Regions from separate parts of the Rattus norvegicus genome. Here region 1 is linked to region 2. The links are chromatin contacts, called in public Hi-C maps. All regions are on one chromosome and are shown on one strand. The core of a region is the stretch at or near the end of the contact, and the rest is flanking DNA. Distances in the headings are between cores, read along the strand shown.

Evidence for each region. A called contact is a pair of places that touch in the nucleus more often than the background predicts.
Region 1: a contact with region 2 is called in a Hi-C map of psoas muscle, with 2.1 times the contacts expected there. The contact joins the promoter of Dpf3 here to the enhancer-like site in region 2. A contact is called at or near these places in 9 of 12 Hi-C or Micro-C datasets (the A7r5 cell line, the Rat2 cell line, frontal cortex and 4 more) and 1 of 1 datasets of contacts at active chromatin or transcription factors (oligodendrocytes).

The regions. Positions count from the first base shown.
Region 1 is chr6:108,852,917-108,858,093 of GRCr8, forward strand. It overlaps Dpf3 (double PHD fingers 3), which reads right to left and starts at 3,709. Exons shown (of 9, transcript NM_001191818.1): 1 at 3,656-3,709. The coding sequence starts at 3,687.
Region 2 is chr6:108,714,300-108,719,425 of GRCr8, forward strand. It overlaps Dpf3 (double PHD fingers 3), which reads right to left. Exons shown (of 9, transcript NM_001191818.1): 3 at 3,507-3,614. Among named protein-coding and RNA genes, the nearest start is that of Dpf3, 140 kb to the right of the region's middle. Within about 2 kb of position 3,667, at least 1 of the 93 cell types and tissues checked has an H3K27ac peak or open chromatin away from gene starts, as enhancers often do.

The DNA of each region.
Region 1 (5,177 bases), core at 2,459-4,958, 140 kb after region 2:
CCAAAGGTTGTCCTCTAACCACAAACACACATACACACATACACACACACACACACACACACACACACACGCTCGAGCTTCCACACACATACACTTGTTCCAGCACCACACCCACTCAAGACACACACACATAAAATAGTATCTTTGTTTTAATAGGGTCTCTCTATGCAGCTCTGGCTGCCCAGAACTCACTATGTAGGCTAGGCTGGACACCAACTCCGCCTCCCCAGTGCTGGGACTAAAAGCATGTGCTCACCTAAAATAAATAATTTTTTAATTAAGCATTTTATTTCCCAAGTATACAGAAATCGACAACATGTAACTTACACCCATGCCTTTATCAAATCTATCCCTGTTCACTTCCTGGGTATACAGGAGTTGAGGAGGTCTCTGATGAGCTGCACTCAGAGGACAGGGTGTAGCTGCTAATTTAAATAGCAGGCAACTCACATTTACACATCATATGTGTCTGTCAGTGTCTCTGAATTCCATTTGTCCAGATGTGACCGCTTAGCTGTGGGGCCACCTGCTGCGTTCCTTTCTGATCTAATCTGACCTGGCAGCTCCTGTTTCTGCGGCTAACACCCTGTTGGGCAGTAACAAGAAGTTAAAGGCTGGAATGGAGAAGCCAGACTGTCAGCTTCAGAGAGGAAGGGGTGAAAGCAACCAGCAAGAAAAAGGAGTTGAGGAGAGATCAAAGACAGCCAGGAAGAAAGGCAAGCTACCAAGAAAGGCTGTTTTCAGGCACTTGGGACCCTACAGAAGACACCCCCAACCCCACGCGAAGCAGAGATTCAAGTTGAGCCATCTAGTCATCCAGCGAGTTGAATTATTGAATGCCCCCACATGGAAAAAAGCTAGCAAGATGAAAAGGGACCCAGAGTCTAAGGCACAGCCCTACACGGGGTGGCATGAAAGAAACCTGAGCTGGCTTCTTCCCAACACCGTTACTACTGCTACTTATCCCCAGGCTCAAGAGGAAATCTTTCTGTGACCAGTTTCTGTAGGGGGCGTCCGTGATGTTGCCTTTTTAAGACGAGAGAGAGCGCTTGCACACGGAGAAAATGCTAATGTGGCTTGGAGCTCCCTCATTGTCAGGAGGGGCACACAAGGATAAACACGTAAGCTCTCCAAACCATTCCCCTCACTCTTCCTCCTCCTCCCTGCGCCCCCATCCATCCCTTCGGCTGGATGCGTTGCTCTGCTTTGTTCTAATTTAGCCCATGCATAATTTATTCACGTGTGTTTTGTTTCCTGGTCAGCAACTTCTAAAAACAAATGAAATGTATAGGATGTTTTATTAAACAAGTTGTTTTTAAAATAATAATAATAATGATAAAAGCAGATGGCCTCGGTCTCCCAGTAACGATGTGTGTGTGCTCCTGCGTGCGGAGTTTTGAAAATGTCCAGGGTGCAAAAAGCTTGGCTGATTGGGGTTATTGTTTACACCCTTAGTCCTCAGGGGAAGAGGATGGGATACAAAAGGGGATGGCTAATTATAAGTGACCACTGGACTTCCTCTGAGGAAAGGGCAGGCAGGGGTGTTGTGGGTGAGCGCCCCTGTGCGTGAGCCAAGACGGAGTTACAAATGCATCCCACGGCAAGTGTTTCCAATTATTAAGGGATACAAGGATAATTCAGAACTAATTCTATCAACCGAGATTGACCACCTTCTAGCTTCTCTGTTCCTTCTCCCCACAATTTCCAATACACGCACGCTTCTGTGTCAAAAAAAAAAAGTGAAAAGATCTGGGGAACCCTGGAGCGTGGAGCTCCTGCGCGCGCCCGAGCGTAAGCCCGCTCCCGGGCACCAAGGATGCCGCTTTCCCAATGAGGAACCCCGTACACATAGCAAATAGATCTCTCAGACCTGAGTTTACCAAGCAGCATCAGCTCTGCTACGTGATTTCGACTGGAAATGAGGAAATTGCAAATCAGCTGTGTGGGTTTTGGAGAAACTCACGGCACCAGCGGTGTGGTGGCGGGAGTCGGCGAGGACGCGGCGAAGTTACGCCCATTTATTCTGCCATAAAACATTTTTTTCCCCTCTCAGGTTAAACGCTGTCGCGAGTGCAAAGTAGCTGAGCTTCCGAGCGGGAACCGGAGCCAGGAACTCGCATCAAGCTCAGCCCCTGTCTTTACCGCAGTATCTCGTGGAAACTCCGAGATCTGGGACATCCCTGCCCTATTCCTGGTTGTTGGCTGGTGCAAACGCAGCGGGTTCTCCCTACGCGTTTCTTGGCACTAGGAATCACACACACACACACACACACACACACACACACACACACACACACACACACTCGCCGCCGCCCTGCTGCTCCCCAAAGCGAACGGTGTTTTCGACTCCCGGAGCCAGGGCTTAGGACGCTGTAGCGCGCAGTTAAAAGCCAAGATCGACCACTGACACAGACCGGGAAGAATTGGTACTAAACACCCACGCGCACCCTCCGATTCCCAGAGGCTTTCATCAGGGCGTGAAGTCCTAGTACACTCGGCACCCACCCGGTGCCCACGCCGCGCCGCGATTCCCAAGGATCCACCCTCTGCCAACATCCCTGCCAATAGCGCCCCTTGAGAGCCACACTAGTTTTCCCAGGCCACCCCCAGCTCCACGATCACCCGCAGACTTGGCGGCTTCATATTCAGTCCACCGACTGGAAGGAAGGAAGGAAGGAAGGAAGGAAGGAAGGAAGGAAGGAAGGAAGGAAGGAAGGAAGGAAGACGGGCAGGCAGGCAGCTCCGATCGGAACCGGCCCCCGCGAGTCCTTGCGCAGCCCGCCCCCCTCTGTCCGCTCAAAGTCTCCGGGAGGCACCTGCCCCTCGCTGTCGCCAGAGCCCTACACCGCCGCCTCCGCCGCCTCAGCTTTTCACCCAGAGCAGGCGAGCACACCATTAATAAGACCTGCAGTTTCCCCGTCTCCATATCAACCTCAAGTTAACCCAGATCGTTAATTTACTAGAGCCAGTTAGCCTACAAATACACAGACACACCGGCGACCGCCCGGAGCGCCCGCCTGATCCCCGGCTGCCGGAGTGGAAAAGCCCGGGGCAAGCACCTGGGCCCCAGGACTCCCGGGACCCGCCGCTCCGCGCGCCGTCCTCCCAACTCCGGAAGGTTTACACAAACTCCCTGGGAGAGCTCGGAAGGCAGAGCGAACGCCCTGCAAAACTCCGCAGCCGCTGCGGTCGGTCTGCCCGCCCCGGTGGACAAGCAGCGGGGCCGGGGAAGCTCCGGCTTGGAGCGCAGGGCATAGCAGAGCGCAGGACGCGGCCCCTGCCCCGCGCTCCGGCCGGACTCAGCCAGCCCCGCGCGGCGCCGGGAGAGGCAGGGGACTCCGGGGACCGTGAAGACCCGAGCTGCACACGACCCCCGCAGCTCCGGAGCCGGCGCCGGCGCTCTGTGCTCCCTCCCGGTCCGGGTCAGCCAATTAAGCAGAACACAAATTTAACAATTTTCTTTTTGTTAATTGCATCTCCTGACATTTCTGCGCGCTGGGAGGAAAAAAGATGAAGAAGTAAGAGCAGGAAGAAAAGAGGAGCCCGGGCGCAGCGGGAGGCGTCTGCGAGAGCCGAGCGCCGGCTGCGCTCCGCAAGGCGCCTTTTTTTCATATTGAAACCACGCGGAATATGTACATTTTTTAGTCTTACTTACGCTTTCAGGGGGTTGTGAATGACAGTCGCCATTTTGCTACAATGTAACAGAATATTGTCTGTCTCAGAGTTCTAAAGGTTCGCTCAGGGGAAGCGGCAGGCCAATCAGAGCACGGGATACCGGTCTGCCGGCCAATCGGCGCGGCTGGTCGCCAAGTGGGCGGAGCCTGCGTGGTGGTAGTTATTAGGGGAGCTGTCAAAGCCCAGAGGTCACTCCCTTTTGTAGAGCCCGAGAGCGAGCAGGTCTTAAAGGGGCAGTACCGTGTTAGTAGCGCCCTTTCAAATAGGGACTAGTGGAGATACATGGGAGAGCAATCTCGCTTAGTTTGAGTCCCTACTTTACTAAATAACCGCAGAGTTTGCGCTCCTGGACAAGAATATTTACATAATGCCAACAAAAATGCTGAATCCCATTCATTAGCTTTGGGCTTTGTATATCACGGTTTTAACCCCCGAGTCTCGGGTACACCACTGTGTTACAAGTGCAAAAAGTTGGAAGGCTGCAGTTTCCTCCAAGAAATTACTACTGTGCTCCACTCTTTGCTAAAAATGCTCTGGGTTCTGCCGCTGTTCAATTTTCTTGTTCCCGAAGTGTTTTCTTTATCTCACCCACCTTCCTCGGTCGGTTTCTGAGAACGGGAGAGTCCAGGGCAGCAACTCCCTTCCCCCTGGAATGTCTCAGCCATGGTTTTTTGTTACGTAATTCACAGGTGGTCACTCTGCACGGTCCCCTACGACCACCGTTCTCCACTGTCGACGATTTCGAAGATCTGACACGACCAGCTTGGGAACGAAGTGAGACCTGGCACCTTTTAGGCAGAAGGCTGGGGAAGATTTGAGGCAACTTTAGGAAACGCAGCTAGGGAAGCCAGTAACTAGGCAGAAATTGTTAGAGCCTGACAATTGTAGGTGTTGCTAGAGTCCCCTCCGGGAATGGCTCTGCGAATCCAGGCGTCACCTTTCTGGACTAAGATAGGAGGTGAAAAGAATCTGCAAGTGAATGTTCAGACGTGACTGGAGGCTTCCCCAGTCTTCGGCTGCTTAGAGTCTGGTGAACCCCTGAAGAAACTAAGACTTCTGCGAACTCAGGCTTCCACGGAGCACAGGGAGACTCAGACTGGGCGAAAACGCACGAAATCACATAGAGTCCAGAGACTCTATCGTTAGCATATAGAAGTCTGGCTATCCCCTGGCTGTTTAATCAGGTCAAATAGCAGAGAGCTGGAGAGTGAAAAGGAAACCGAGAGATGCTGAATTGCAGTTCACAATTCCACCTGCTCTCGCCTTTTACGACTCTCCATGAATAAAGTAAAATACAATCACAAAGCAGTTCGGAACTTTCAGATTCCAACTCCATTCACTATTAGAGTTACAGATAAGCCCAGCAAAGCTGAGTGAGTCCGTGTGTGCAGACTGGAAATATTTAACTCTTTGTTTGCCTAGTAGGGTGATGTTCTCCCCCACCCTCTCTTCTCATTACAGAGTCTCACGATTAGGAAGCTGTTTTTGATGCACTGTAAAGA
Region 2 (5,126 bases), core at 2,417-4,916:
TAGGCAGCCAGACCAGCCGAACTAGCAACTCAAGGCCAAGGGAGACAAGGGGGATAGTTCCTGGAGATTGGCATCCAATCCTCTGGCTTCTGTATAGATGAACAATCACACAAACACAGACTCCCGTGTACACTCATACACATAAAACACACACATACGCGCACGCATGCGCGCACACACACACACACAGACACACACACACATACACCGACACACACACAGACACACACACACATACACCAACACACACACACAGACACACACACAGACACACACACACATACACCAACACACACACACATACACCAACACACACACACATCCTGTATCGTCTCCAGGAAGATCACAGCGTGCTGCTTTGATGGTATCCATCCCGGCTGCTTCCAGGAGCCAGGGTAAGGCTAATGAGGCAGGGCCAAGGCTACTCCTAGGCATCTTTTCTCACCACTTGCAGAGATACTCTGAGCACCAGGCAGTACAGACTCAGATCAGGCTGGCAAATAACTAGCACTTGGCCAAAGGCTTGCAGGTTTGGCTGTCAGGTTTCATGGGTTTCGTAGTAGGTCTCATTTTTCCGAAGTGTCTCTGAGAAACACGTATGGCTTTAAAGTTCCTGATTCCCAGCCTTGGCTGTTTACTATGTCACCAGCACCTGAGCCCTGACTGGGAGAACAGGCCTCCCAAGACATTGCAGCGGCAGCCACTGGGGGATAAGGACATCTGTCAGAGTCCACACTCACAGAGCCATGACTGCTCTCTCCATAACAGATCCTGCTCTAGAACCCTGAGCATCATTGGTCTGGGCCTTTCTCCCTGAAGTTGGTACAGACACTTCTGCCTCATGATTGAGGCAGAGACTCTAGAAGTCTTTCCAGGAGTCTCAGATAGAGCCACTGTGTGTTGAAGGGAACAGGTACCAAAAACCAGCAGCCCTGCCTTCTCCCTCAGCCATCATGGTGGGCGAAGGATGGAGGCGGGTCTCCAGCACCTATGAACATAGCTGCTCCCACTCAGCCACTGACAGGAAGCAGATGCTGGGAGGCCAGTTACCTAGTGTGAGTATCTATAGAGAGACAGATCAAACCCCCCAAAACCCCTTTTGCCTCAGTCCCATGAGCAGTGGTCCAGGACTCCTTGGACACTTGATCCACAGAAAGCACCCTTGACTCTATCTGCAAGCTGATTGCCCTCACCTATGAAATAAGCTTAAAGCACTGTTCCCTTCCATGCCCTCCCTAAGCCCCAGCTCCGGGTAGGAGCAGGTGTCTGCTGAGTGGGGAAGCTTTGGAAAGGGCTATGCCAAGCACTATGCTAATCAGAAGCCACTGCTGAGGAAGTTGGTGACTCAGACCCCTGGATGGCGAGAATTTGTGGGGCAGACATGAACACAGTCAGCTATTCAGTCCTCCCCAGGGCTTCTCTGCCACAGCTGGGGAAGGGGACTATTCTGCTAGGTGCTGAGTCCGGGACCTCTCCATTAAAAGAGCATGTTGCACACTCCCCAATACATCCAGCCCCACGACAGTTCTGGGCACCCAGGATTTACTCTTCTGTGTTCCATTTCCCATGTTTGGTATAGGCTAATTAGGTCTGAGCTTATAACACTTACAACTGAAGGAATTGAAACTATCTCTTGGTGTATTTGAATATTTAATACATATATTAATTTTATGAGCATAAAGTAAATGTCTAAAGAGGCCTATCTGCAACATGTAGCAGCAAACACTTCCTGAACTCAATAAATTTGGGTTCCGGGCTGGAGAGATGGCTCAGTGCTTAAGAGCACTGACTGTTCTTCCAGAGGTCCTGAGTTCAAATCCCAGCAACCACTTGGTGGCTCACAACCATCTGTAATGGGCATCTGATGCTCTCTTCTGGTGTGTCTGAAGACAGCAACAGTGTACCCACATACATGAAATAAATAAATCTTTTTTTAAAAGATTGGGTTCCAGGCCAGGCCCATAGGAATTCCTGTGTGATTTTGAACAAATTCCTTAACCTGGCTGGGCTGTGATAAAGAAGGGAACAGAGTTAGTGATGCCTCCAGGTCTTTTATGCTAGAAGTATTTGATTTTACTGACACCCATGGACTATTATGCTTTTTCTTTCATTTCTTTTTTACTTCTTAGAGAGGATTTCACAGTGTATCCCTGGCTGTCCTAGAACTTGCTATGTGGATCAGGTTGGCCTTGAACTCACAGAGATCCACCTGACTGCCTCCAGAGTGCTGAAATTAAAGGTGTGTACCATGCAGCCAATGCATTTTTTCATTGTTGTTGCTGGTTTGGGTTGGTTTGTTTGTTTGTTTGTTTGTTTGTTTGTTTGTTTGTTTAGAAAGGGTCCCATATAGCCCAGCCTGACCTAGAACTTACTACATTGCCCAGCTGGACTCAAGCCCATGTTGAGTCCAGATGCCACCATTACTGTTGCTGTTGCTGCTTGGGGGGTCAAATCTTCTGTGTGGACCTAGAACCACACTGACCGATACACCTCCATTAGCCACACATTAGGTACCTGAAGTGTGGCTAGAACAAAGGAGACATGGAAAAGTGCCAAACACACACTGTCATTCAAACAGAAAATACAAGCACAGAGCAAAAATGCCAAAGAGCTCCCATCAACCCTGGACTGGAGCATGCTGGGATGACAGTACTGTGCTGGCCCCCGGCCCTGATCACGATGAGGACAGTTCTGTGGCTAAAAAGCCAGCCACTCACTTGACATTTCACTTGTCATTTTTACCCATTCACTGGGTGGAGTCCAAAACAGAAGAAACCATCTGAACATTAAGGGGTTCCACGAGAACTAAGGACCCCACATACTGAGCAGGGGTCTGAGGTGAGATGACATTTGCCTTGGCTCTGTCCTGTTTTGCAACCCAGAAATGGATGTGAAGACAGACAGCCAAGTGTCTGAAGTTACAGATGAGTCAAGGTAAATAAGCCTGCACCCCGGAGGTGCGTTTTACAGCCTGACTCCCACAACCCCAAAGAAAGGCCTAGATTTAGCCTTTAGAGATAGCCTTTTCATTCCAAAGAGTCACATGGGAGTGTGTGACGTAGTTCCCTGATTCTTAGAGAAAGCATACCTGGGTCAAGGTGTCTTTATTGATGCTACAAGGAAGGGAGGGCCTGAACCAAACTTTGTATTGGGCTCTGGGAAGGAGGGGGATGACTGAGGCCTGGCCCTTGCTACTGCTAGCTTTGTTTCTCAAGGGTGACAATGGTACACACACTCAAAGCCCAGAGATGTTTGGACGTCAACAGGAAATACTTACACACACAGTGAGCACATGCACATTTCTGTGTACCACATGGGCACCGTTCTTCAGCCAGAACCTCACCCCATTGAGGGGTTTTCGCTTCTTTTATTATTTTGTTTTACTTTTTCTCATAGTAGAGGGGTTGCACTCAAGACCTCGCACATACTTGACAAGCACCCTTCTATGGGTGGAGGTGCAGCAGCCATGGGCCAAGAAACTCACTCTGCAGACACAGGGCACTCACCCGGTTTTATCTCCAGGAGTCGCAGCTTTGGGTCCTCTGGGGGGTGCAATCGTCGCTTCTTACGCCAGCAGCGGGCGGGGTAAGTATACAGCTGGCCCGGGGCAAGGCCTGTGGATGACACATGAAGAGATAAAAGGCTACAGACCAGAACGGACATCACAGCTTCCTCTGCCAACTTTGTCATCCACAGTGAGCGACAGCCAGAGCACAGAGAGGTGAAGGAGCTTGCTAATGTCCCCCCCGCTGGGTCACAGGACCACGGCAGAGCCAAGGCATGTTTATTGTGACCTCTAGTGTCTACACCATCACACTTTTCAGCAGGCCCATTGCCAGACAGAACAGCCGCCTAGAGAGAAAATCTTGTGTACTATATGGATACATCACCCATCAATAAAAATAAATTAATTAATTAAAATAAAAATTAAAAAAACCTATGGCCTATACAAAAGGGTAGAATAGAAGGTGGGACATCTGGTAGGCAGAAGGAATTCTGGGATAGGCCCAAGCCCAGGAGGATTTGCCCTGGCACAAGGCGGAGGCCAGACTCATGGAAGCCGAGCAGAGGTAACCAACCACGTGGCGGGACTTAAATTAGAATGAATGGGATATTGAGATATGAGCTGGTTGGAGAACGAGCCAAAGCTATTTGCCTCAACATTTATTTATATAATAAAGCTTTGGGAGTCGTTATTTCTGGAAACAGGGATGCAACTTACAATAAACGCCCCTACAACAACCAACCTGAGCCAAAACATGCGATCTGGTCTGCAGAGGCCTGAGGACCTGAGGACCCAAGATGGGCTCATCCAGAGTCCACCTTACCACCAGGTTTGTAAGGCAGGGACCCTGCAGTGACTGTCCCTCTGTCCAGGGCCAGATTAAGCAGGCTCCCTTCAAAGAGGAACAGCAGAAGTCAGTGAGCCTACTTGAGAGATAGCCTCAGCTAAAAGCATTTCAGAGACACAGCATCAAATGATCCGATCTTCTTATAGCATCCATTCACAGAGGCCAGCAGACAACCTGGGCCAACTGGCAGATGCACGGCCTGCCCTGGACACCCACTTGCTGCTCTGTGCTCCTGGCCCACATGCCAGGCCTCACACAAGAAATCCAGAAGTCCGTAGGATGAACTTTAGTTTAGAAGTCCTTGGGATGTTAGCAAGCGCTGTCTCCCTAAAGCAGTTCCTATCTACTTGTGGCTTCTAACACCACCAGCTCAATTTCTATGCAAAGCACCCTGCACACACATGTGCACATAAAATATCACACACACACACACACACACACACACACACACACACACGGGGAGGGGAAGAAGGTGGCTCAGTGGGTAGGACACTTGCTACACTAGTATGAGGACCTGAGCTCAATTCCCAGCACTAGAAGGCACATGTCTCTAATTCCAAGTGCTAAGGGGGAGAAGTGAATCCCAGGGGCTTGCTGCCAGCCAGTGCAGCCCAAACATCAAGTTCTAGGTTCATTGAGCAGGTCTGTCTCAAAAAAACAAGATGAAGAGGGATGAGAAAAATACCGTAAGTCAATCTCTGACTTCTACATGTATGCATGAGTAATCACACCTGTACACATACACATGCATACATATAAACACACACACACACA